2 separate regions of the Zea mays genome follow, and region 1 is linked to region 2. Evidence: chromatin contacts called from public Hi-C data. All regions are on one chromosome and are shown on one strand. The core of a region is the stretch at or near the end of the contact, and the rest is flanking DNA. Distances in the headings are between cores, read along the strand shown. Region 1 has its middle 200 kb from the start of LOC100278590. Region 2 holds the start of LOC103646623 (L-type lectin-domain containing receptor kinase IX.1).

Region 1 (5,685 bases), core at 720-3,219, 400 kb before region 2:
CTTGCGTATTTCCTACTCTAAGGTAGGTTCCACTTCAATAGTGACTCCTTCAGTATGTGCAACTATTCCCAGGTTGAGTCTCCTGAAATCCTCAACAAGCTCATCGGGTTGCTGGGTAACAATAGCTACATGGACGTGTTCCTTCTGACTCAAGGCATCCGCAACTAGATTCGCCTTGCCTGGGTGATAGTGAATCTCGAAATCATAATCCTTAATGAGCTCCAACCAATAGCGTTGCCTAAGGTTGAGATCCTTCTGAGTGAATATGTATTTCAAACTCTTGTGATCGGTGTACACTTGGCACTTTGTTCCCATTATATAATGTCTCCATATCTTCAGCGCATGCACTACGGCTGCCAGTTCTAAGTCATGAGTGGGATAGTTCAACTCATGTTTCTTTCATAAGAACACATCCCAAGCCTTAGTCGCACGCATCACAATAGATATCAAATCCCTTTTGCAGATCCGGCATAATCAACACTGGGGGTGACATCAATCTTAACTTCAGTTGATTGAAACTATCTTGGCACTTCCAGGTCCATTTGAAATTTTTTCCTTTCTCTAAAATTGAGGTCATAGGCTTAGCAATCTTAGAGAACCCTTCAATAAATCACTGATAATAGCCTGCAAGTCCTAAGAAACTCCGGACATCAGTAACTGTACTGGGTATGCTCCACACCATTATTTGTAATACCCAAATAGTGAGAGTAATAGAATGTACAAGAAAAGAGAAATATAAAAGGTTCATTTGACCACTCGTGTTGTTATTTTCATTTTTGCATATTTCAAATCATAGGATTGACCCTGACTACCAATAAACATACTAAATAAAAGAATGTGCGTCATGCTGGAGTTTAGTTGTTTGTGCATTTAATAAAATAGTAATATGGATAAAAAGATAATAAAGAGTTGAGAATTTGGATTTAACCCCAAAATTGCAAATTGGGGAAAATTGGAAATAATATAGAAAGAGAGAAATACTATACAAAACAAAATAAAAATTATAAATAAATAAATAATTACCATACTATGTTCAACCTGAACATTTAATGTGAATATAAATTTGCCACACACTTTGAATTTAAAATGGAATAAAAATAAGAAAAGAAAAGGAGCAGAAAATAAAAATAAGAAAAAGAAAAAGATTAAACCGCCGCTTGGGCCTGGGTTCTCCAAACGGGCCCAAGAACGATTCCTTCGTGGCCCAGGGATGAGATGCGTGCCGACACATGGGCCCTGCCCGTCGGCCACACACCCGCGCTTATGTGAGGATCGGCCTTTGGCTCCTACAGGTGGGCCCGCCCCGTCGGTTGCAAATAGGTGCCTAAACACCGCCATGTGGGACCCAGGGCACAGTGTCTCCACCTCCCCTTTCTTCTCGCCATGGTTCGCGGACTTGCGGTGTTGCCGGGAGACTCGGGCGAGGCTGTTGCACACATTGCATGCGGGTATGCGCCATCCTCCACTGACCGAGATAAAAGGACACCGGGGCCAACCCTTCGAGACCTAACAACTGCATCCGCCCAGACCACGCCGCGCAAATTGCAGACATCGCCATGCGGGTGGGTGATATCGGCGCCAGTCCAACTGCGGTTCCACGATAATTTAGCTCCGTGGAAGTGTCATAGAGCACCGCCTGGGGTCTCAGTAGTCAATCCGGGTGCTGCGGGTGTCTAAAATCGCCTCGCGTATGGACAATTTCTCGTCGACGCTCCTCCTCCGCCGCGGTATCGCCCCTCGTCGTGGCCAGCATCGTCTCGGTCGCCGTCTTCGGTGAGTTCGCCCATAGGGATTTCCCTCCCTCTTCTACTTAGCGAAGCGCCCTTCGGATAGAAGTTTTAGGAACGGAATCACTAGGCGGCGTGTGTCGGCAATGGCGGTCGTCGTGACTGGCTCTGGCGCCGCCGTCTTGAGGGCAGGGTTGTTGACGGAGATGGCTGGCCGTGGGTTGATTGATGGACGGACTAGATCAAACCAAAGAAACCGGTTCGGCTAAGGCTTCTTGCGACCGTAGATCCCGAATCCGGTGGCGGAGGTTGGATCAGCGTTTCATTAAATTTGGGCCGCAGATCTTAAATCGTGCGGTCTCAATAGGATACCGGTTTATTAAACCTAAAGATCTAATCTGAGTTGTGTAATTGTGATCGGACGGCTCTGGTAGCTCTATACCCCTTCGGCCAAGATTTTTGCAAAAGAGCCCTCGCAGATTCACCAAAACAACCCGCGGTCCACCCTCGGGGTTCTCTGTGTCTGGCGAAATCTTTCGAGAAAGCCCCTAGCCTTTTAAGTATTTGTGCGCCCAATCCAGAAACCAGAGAAATTAGTGAAATACTTATAGAAATTTATTTTTAATACAAAAATAATTCTAGAAATTTGTATAATTTATATAAAATTCATTTTAATTCCAAATTGATTCATTCTAGTGGCATTAATTTTGTTTTAATATTCTTCACGACTTAGCACCTCTGTTTAGCCATGAAACTTGAATTAAGATTTTTTTATTTGAATTATTCTATTCTAAGTTCTTAATAACTTCAGAAATTCATAACTAAATAACTAACTCTGAATTTAATGCTTCTTGTTCCTACGATCTCGTTACGCAGCATAGAATATTATCATGTATTATGTCCTATGGTTTGGTATGATGTTAATTTTTGCTATACTATGTATGTTTGTATTGACGCGAGTAGACGAGCAAGCCATAGAGGATCCACGGGTTTAGCAGGTGGAGACCGTTGAGCAGGAGCTCGTTGAAGGCAAGTTGTGCCCTTGATCACTTCCTTTTTACCCAGTCATGTTCTTATTAATCATAATGATTTGCATAGGTTAATTTTGATGGGACCCAATAGGTTACCCTAGTTTGGCTATCTTAATACCTTGTTTTACCACTAAATTTTTGGGTAGTACATGTTATTACTTTATGTGGTTTTGGGTATGGAGATATACATCACTCATGATTACACTTTTTATTATCAGTTTATTATTTACTGTTCATGATAAGATCATTATGTTAATGGGAACATGGACAACCACCCGGGAAAACAGTGCTACCACAAGGGTGGTATGGGACGCCCTTGGCTGATTAACTAGGAAAGCTAGTGGAAGACTACCTTACCCGATAGGGGCAAGGGAAGAAGGGGAGTGGTAAGTGTGGGGAGGTCCTTGGGTTGATTTTGCTGCGATGGCGATCAGACGAGGGATCCCTGCACTAGAGCTTCCTATAAACTGTAGCGGTTTTTCTGATGCTAGTGGAACTTTGTAAAGGCCTCGTAGTTGTACCCTACCTCGCTTCCTTGGTAGAGGTGTATGGGGTCCAATCAACCCCGTGGAAAATGGGTAACCCGACTTGTGGGTAAAGATGTGCAACCTCTGCAGAGTTTAAAACTGGTATACTAGTCGTGCTCACGGTCATAAGCAGCTCGGACATTCACATGATTAATTTATGGAATCGAACTCAATTTGTCATTTGCATCGCATTAGGATTATTTTATTATTACTTTTGTTACTAAGGTTTGGTATTTACTTACACTTAGTAACTGCTAATAAAATTTTGACCAACTTATAAAAGCAATGCTTAGCTTCAGCCTTTATTTTATTGATCAGCCTTACACTTCACATGAACTCCCACCTTTGGCGAGTTCATGCACATTATTCTCCACAACTTGTTGAGCGATGAACATATGTGAGCTCACCCTTGCTGTCTCACACCCCCACAGGAGAAGAACAGGTGGTTCAAGAAGAGCCGCCTAACGAGGAGTTCGACTTGATCTAGGTGGCGCCTCCCAGTCAGCTTTGTGGCGCCAGGGAAATAATATTTAGTTTGTTTTATATTTATCATTTATTTTGTAAGAATTCTGCTATGTAATAAGTACATTTATGATATTTATGACATTTATCTCTATGCACTCTGTTATTATATGTGTTGTTCTTTGTTGGTGCACATATGAGACGCACCCGGCTTTATCCTTTAAATCCGGGTGTTACACTATCTCCCTGACTTTAGCAGGATCCACTGATATTCCACCATTAGAGATGATGTGCCCAAGGAATGTCACTTCGTCAGTCCAGAACTCGCATTTGCTGAACTTGGCGTAGAGTCAATTATCCCGTAGCTTTTGTAGCACCAACCGCAGATGTTCCTCATGATCACTATCACCCTTGGAATAAATAAGAATATCGTCGAAGCGTACCACAATGAATCTGTCAAGATACTCCATGAACACCTTATTCATCAGATTCATAAAATAGCATGGTGCATTAGTTAGTCCAAATGACATAACTATGAATTCATATAATCCATATCGGGTTGAGAAAGCAATCTTGGGAATATCAGATGGCCTAATCTTCATTTAGTGGTAACCCCAGCGGAGATCAATCTTGGAAAACACCATTGCACCTCTCATCTGATCAAATAAGTCCTCAATGCGGGGTAAAGGATACTTGTTATTCATAGTAACATCATTAAGATATCTATAATCCACACACATCCTCAGTGATCCATCCTCTTCTATGCAAACAGAATTGGTGCTCCCTAAGGTGAGGAACTTGGACGAATGTACCTAGCCTCCTGTAACTCAATTAGTTGCTTCTTAAGTTCTTTTAATTCTTCCATCGACATCTTATATGGCCTTTTTGAAATGGTAGCGGTTCCAGGTAAGAGACCAATGACAAACTCAACTTCCCTATCTGGTGGCATCCCGGGTAACTCCTCTGGAAAGACATCTGGGAAATCTCTAACCACACGGATGTTGTTGCCTACAAATTTCCCATCACTTAGAAATACGACGGGTCTAGTAGAGACAGTTACGGTGATTTCAACTTCAAATCTCTCTCCCTTAGAGCTGGTGAGTTCTACAGTTCCCCTTGCACAGTGTATAACCGCCTTTGCTTTTCTTAACCATGACATACCAAGAATCAGGTCTATACTGCTAGGGGTGAAAACGGTCGGAAACGATCGGTAAACATTAAAACCATTTTCGTTTTCATATTTTTCCTCGGAAACGAGATCGAAAACGGTAACTCCGGAAACGAAAACGACATCGGCAATTCGGAAACATCGGAAACGAAAGTTCGGTACGAAAATTACATCGGTTACGATCGGAATCTAAAAATCGATCGGTAAAAACTTTAACATGTACCCTCAATTGACTTCAAAAAATCACGCAAGTTATACATTCATATAAAGTTAGTAGTAATATATAAGGTAGGAGGTCACAATAAATATATAAGGTAAGAAGTATAAAATAATAAAATCATTATTATGCATTTAAATAAAGTAGAATCAAGATATGTATAATGATATGACACTGACATTCTATTTGTACCCCTACTACTTGGCATAGTTAATATAGTTAGTGTCCTCTTAGTCATTCTTAAGTTCTCGTGCAAATTATGAATATATGTATCAAGAGTAATAATAGATAAAAAACATAAATAAGATTTATAAAAATTTCAAATGATTCTAAACTATATATCATTAGATAGATCTTGATTTTAGAAAAATAATAAAATTAGTTTCACATTTTTCTAAGCTAAGATAAATTTATTATGAATTTATAAAGGTCAGTTCAGATTTAATATTTTTTCTGAAAAATACCGAATTTATTACCGACGGTAAAATACCGGATAAAAACGGTAATTTCCGGAAACGGTCGGAAAAGGACTAAACCGTTTCCGCTTCCGTTT
Region 2 (5,795 bases), core at 364-2,863:
CGTCGGCCATGTCAGTGTCACCTCTGTGCTGTAGAGGTGGTCATCGAGGCTGCCATTGCTGACCAATTCGTAGACCAGCTGGAGCCGCCTCCGGCCATGGCACCAGCCGATGAGCTGCACCAGGTTCCGATGCCGCAGCCGGCTGATGACGGTGACCTCGGCCCGGTACTCCTTCCGTCCCTCCATGGACGCCCCCCGAGAGAACACCTTGATGGCGACATCGAGGCCGGACTCTTTCAGGTGGCCGCGGTACACCGACCCCGACCCGCCCTGCCCCAGTTTTCCCTCCGCCGCGAAGTCCTTCGTCGCCGCCGCGAGTTGGGCGTACGGGATAGGTTTTGGCCCCGTGCTGGACTCGAAGTGGCTGTCATCGACGGCGTCGAGGGAGTCGTCGCCGTCTGTGGTTAGCTGCTCGTCATCGTATGGTTTCTTGCCCCTTCTGCTTGACCGCCGAACTAGTAGCAGCGCCACGGTGGCGACGAGCAGGAAAACCAGCAACGCTGCGGCGGCCGCTCCAGCGCCGAGTTGCAGGGTGGCCTTCTTGGTGGACGAGGTCACAGTCACAGGCATGGAGGTGCTGTTCTTGGTTGCCAACGTCGAGGCGAAAGAGAACGAAAGCACCGTGTGGTTTGCGTTGTACTCGTCGCCTGTCGCCGCCGAGAAACCAACTGCGACTTTCTCCGGCAGCAAGCTTCTCAAGTCCACGGTGGCTACGGACGTGTAAGTGACGCTTCCGACCATCAGGGTGACGCGAAGACTGCGCGTGCGGTTGTCGTAGACGACTGTCGCGGACATCACGCCGGCGTCGACGAGGCTGCCGTCTGGCAAGACCGTGTAGTCGCCGCGGGAGTCCATGCTGTTGATGTCGATGCCGATGTGCTGGCTGCTCGGGTCCCAGATGTCCTTGCGGATGTCGAACTCCACGGCGACGAACCTCGAGTCGCCGGACGCGTTGAACTTGGAGTAGTTAAGCGCCTGGCTCTCATCGAACAGACCGAGGCAGCCGTCGTAGGACTCCTGCGGCAAGTTTGGCGTGTACGGCGCGAGGAAGAACGTCATGCCGTGCCCAGCGCTTGCCGCGCCCTTGCCAGCCACTGACTCGATGCTGAAGCTGAAGTTCGCGGTGAAGCTGGCAGCCTCGCCGGTGGTGCCGTCCCATAGCTGCACCGGCTGCTTGTGCCACACCCGCCCCCTGGCACGCCCTCTGAACTCGTCGCCGAGCAGCTCGATCCTGCCATCGACGACCTGCGCGTCGTCCTCCGGCCTGAAGTCATCAGGGTTGAAGAAGCTGTAGCTGAAGGAGAGAGAATTGGCATGATAAGGGACATGCAGTGAGAGGGCCAAGCAGAAGCATAGAAGCTGCAGCTGATGAGCTCTGCTGCTTGGGCATGAGCACAAGTTTGTTAGAGCCATGGAATTTGTCGACAATGGCATACTTCAGTTGTGCACTTGTGTGTGAGTCTGTGAGATAAGTCAATCATCACGCCTCATTAATAGTAGTAATACTCAAATTCCGAACCGAAGGTCGTCAAGTGGATCCCATGCATCGGGACGGTCTACACAAGTAGCTAGCTAGTCAGATTTTTTACGAGGGTTCTAGCGGCAATCGGTAGGCATGCGACAGTCGGTACATAGACAATCTAGACTTTCTATCACACTTCTTATCTTACTCTATGTTACAAACTCTACTTTATAAACATTATAATTTACAATGTAAAACAGTTATTATTGGAATCCGACACTTTATCGAGTGTGGCGATTTTTGCCGAGTGCAATTTATTGAGCAGTCGGCAAAATAAGCTTTACCGAGTGTCACTCTCGACGAAAAATCCACTTGGCGCAGACCAACTTTGCCGAGGGCTGAACCCTTGGCCTACACGGACGCTCGGCAAAGGGGGGCTTTGTCGAATATCAAACTTTCGACGAAAAACGCCCTTGACAAAGTGTCATCAGTAGCCGTCTATAGCTAACGGCCATTAACTTGCCGAGTGTTAGGCGTTGACACTCGACAAACAGACTTCTTTATCGGCAAAGCTCTAATCTTTGCCGTCTGTCTTCCCTTACACTCGGCAAAGCATATTTTTATTCTATAGAGGCCGGCTAGGTTTCTATATATAGTGCGTGACAACTTTTATGAAATAGTATTAAATTTTTATTATAGCCTCTACATATGATATCATGACACGTTGACAAGTTTCATGATTTTTTTGACTTTTTGTGTTTTATACAATTTGAAAACAACTGGATCACAAGTTCGCAGACATGTTTCGTGGGCATGGTGTTCGAAAATTCCGGTCTGTTCTGAAATAGGGCGTAACTTATGCTAAATGTCACACCCGGATTTAAGGGCAAATCCAGACGTGAATCAAATGTGTGCTAGTGTCAAGTCTCACACATATGATGATTAATGGTACAGAAACAAATGTTACATCTTTACTATATAGTAGAAGTTTTGTACAATATAGCTAAATAATAACATCATACGAAGACAACGATCCTCCGCAACCATAGTTGACTAGGAGACAACAGCCTAGACCTCTCACGAACTCATCGCGACATCCTCCATGCTCCTTATCTTGTGGTACCTGTCCTTGACCTGGAGATGTGAGTGCAAGGGTGAGCTCACATACGTTCATCGCTCAACAAGTCGTGGGGAATAATGTGCATGAGCTCACTTATGGTAGGGGCTCATGTGAAGTGTAAGACTTACCAAAGAGATGATTAAGGTTGAGCGTTGTTTTTAATAAGTTGGTCAAAATTTTATTAGCAGTTACTAAGTATAAGTAGATACCATCCCAATAAATAAGAGACCATAATTAATAATAATCCCACAATGCAATGAAATGAAAGATTAAATTTAATTCTATAAATTAATCTTGCGAGAGTCCTAAGTCGCTCTTGACCGTGAGCATGACTGATATACTAGCTTTACACTCTGCAGAGGTTGTGCCCTTTACCCACAAGTCGTGTATCCCATCTAGCCAGGGTTTGCAAGGCCCTTGCACACTTTCGAGGTGAATGGCTAGGTATCCACTACGAGGTTTTTACAAAGTTCTACTAGCTTCAGAAAACACGCTACGATTTTGTGAGAAGAGCGATATAGGAATCCCTCGTCTGAAAAGCCATCGCAACATGATCAACTCGAGAACCTCCCTACACCGGCAACTCCTTTATCGCCCTTGCCCCTTTCAGGTAAGGTTGTCCTCCACTAGGTTTCCTAATTAGTCAGCCAAGGGCATCCCATTCCACCCTTGTGGTAGCACGATTATCTCAAGTTAAGCTCCATGTTCGAATTAACACAATAATCTTATCATGAACAATAATTAAACCAACAATATCATGTAACATGATCTTATTCAGATATAACATCAATCCCAAAACCAGGTAGAGCATAGCCAATCTACCTAATAGTTCATTTATTTGCAAGGTGTGGGGTAATCCAAGCTAGGGTAACCTATTAGGTCCCATCAAATTAACCTGAGCATGTCAAAGTGATTAATAGGAACATTATTAGGTAAAAAAGTGATCAATAGCACAACTTGCTTTTTTAGTTCAACTCTAGGTACTTCTCCAATTTAGCCTTCCGGTGACTCGCAACCTCGCTTCTATCGTAGCATAGATATAGATAGGCAAAGAGCATGTAAAAATAATATTACACCAAAACATAGAAATAATCCGCATAAGAATATTCTACGCGTCGCTACGAGATCGTAGGTTCGAGAATCACTAGGATCGATGTTACGGTAAAAATATATAGTTTTCGGGAGATTAGGTGATTAAATACTAAAACTAAGTTATATGTTGATTAATATAAATCATGTGATATGATATTCTAAAGAAATAATTAATCTATTCTTAATCTGGGTTATAACTTGACTAGAGATCAAATTATAAATATAGAATCAAAATATTTCATTAACTACAAAAAGCTAATCCAATAAACATAGGTTAAACAAATTAGTTATATATGTTACATGATGAAACAGTGTTACCAAAGCGTAGACCATTTCATTATGAAGCTAACGCAACTTGAACGGGTAAAATCAGGGTTAAAACGAACTAGTTATGAATTTCCTGGGTTTTCTATAATTATTTTTTACACTGAAAATCATTTTCTTTATTTAGTTTAGAAGTTCCTAGATTTGATGGGCTGTGGACACTATTTACATAAGCTCGGGGGTCTAGTTTGAAATAAAACGAACTTAGTTGTAATGGTTCTCCTATAGGCATGGACTGCAGGTTACATATAAAAGAACCCAGGGTCTTTAGCGATATTGCAACAGCGAAGGGGTATTCAATGATCTCAACCGTCTGATCTACACTTAATGGCCCAGATCATAACGTGAATCAGTATGATATCGTGGCCGCAGGATCCCGAATCAGGGGCTTGGTATCAATGATGAAGGGGTACGTATTCCTGTCCACCGGATCCTGATCCAATGATCCAGAATCAATCAAGCGAATGGGTACACGAGGACCTAATTTGAGTCGTCCAATATCTGATCAACGGTCACAACATCATCCCTAACCTCTGACCCCGATCCTGAGCTCATGGTGGTGCTCGCCAACGAGCACGCACACACCTCGATGCCCCATTCTACTTGCTCACTATTTGATGCAAAATCGAGAGGAAGTGATGGCAAAAACGAGAGCGGATATAGGGCGACCCACTGCAGCACACGGATCTGTGACGATGCATGCCCTCCGGTGAGAAATTCCAACCATCGCACTCCCCCACCGACCAGGATCCTTCCGTGCATTAGTCCCACCAGCCCTGACGAGCACCCTGGGCATGATCTCATGCCCCGAACTACGACCGGGTCGAGGAATCGCAGCGGCGGGCGGGTCTCTCTCTTCCTCCCACCGGTGGCTTCTTCCTCCCTGTTCCTTTTCTGACGACGACCCCCCATCGGCTCTCATTATATAGAGGTGATAGTCACGGGGTGACCTAGATATGCATCTGAGAGGTTGCAGCCCATGAAGTTCATTGCACTAGCGTAACGACCGACACGAGACCGACGAAGTCTGTTGTGATGCGGCGAAAGAGATGCATCCGATGAGCATGGCCCACATGGCGGCGTTGAGAGAGGTGGAAGGGGCTAGCGAGTGGGCTGTAGAGTTAGCAACTGGAAGTGATTCAGCGCATGGTGCCACTAGCCGGTGGGGCCCTTATGTCGACGCCAGAAGGAAACAGACGCGGCTGTTGCACGTGAGGCTGACAAGTGGGTCCCACCTATTGGCGTCGGATCCCCCTCCCAGTTGGGCTGGCGTGGATGAGGGTTAGTGGCCCAGCCGGTTTTGGCCCACAGAGCCGAGGGAGGGTTTTCTGTTTATTTTTGTTCTTTTCCAATTTCTCTTTCCATTATTTTCGTTTGCTACATTCAAATTTGAATGTGGTTTGAGTTTCAATATTCAAGTAATATGGACCACACAAAAATAGCCGCATGTGATGCAAGATTGATTTTTTACTTATTTATTTATTATTGTTCTATTTGTACACATGACGGCACACATTCACGTCCTCCTGCCTCTTCCCAGCTCGGATATGGGGGCGGTTTGGTTGTGCCGATGGGGTGAGAGGGTCGCGGAACCGGGCCGTATTTATCTTGGAACTGGAAGCGCATCCACGACGGCCATGCCAGTTCCCCTTGGAGTTCGGCCATGGTGGCCAGAGCGCGATTCGGTTTCTGTTGAAGAAATCCGCGGGGACAGAGACCCAAGGCATTAGCGGTCGCGTACGTGAGAGATAGATGCGCAGGGCCCACATGTCAGTGATTGTATAACGCGCACAGGGG

The links. Hi-C and Micro-C count contacts between places; a contact is called where the count stands out from the background.
Region 1: a Hi-C map of bundle sheath shows a contact between it and region 2, with 2.8 times the contacts expected there. The contact joins the enhancer-like site here to the promoter of LOC103646623 in region 2. A contact is called at or near these places in 4 of 25 Hi-C or Micro-C datasets (bundle sheath, ear, leaf and 1 more).

The regions. Positions count from the first base shown.
Region 1 is chr2:81,510,490-81,516,174 of Zm-B73-REFERENCE-NAM-5.0, reverse strand. No RefSeq gene overlaps it. Among protein-coding and RNA genes, the nearest start is that of LOC100278590, 200 kb to the left of the region's middle. Within about 2 kb of position 1,969, at least 16 of the 20 cell types and tissues checked have an H3K27ac peak or open chromatin away from gene starts, as enhancers often do. A contact at or near this core is called in bundle sheath, ear, leaf and 1 more, where this site is marked.
Region 2 is chr2:81,112,642-81,118,436 of Zm-B73-REFERENCE-NAM-5.0, reverse strand. LOC103646623 (L-type lectin-domain containing receptor kinase IX.1) reads right to left here and starts at 1,613. Exons shown (of 2, transcript XM_008671333.4): 1 at 1-1,613. The coding sequence starts at 1,434.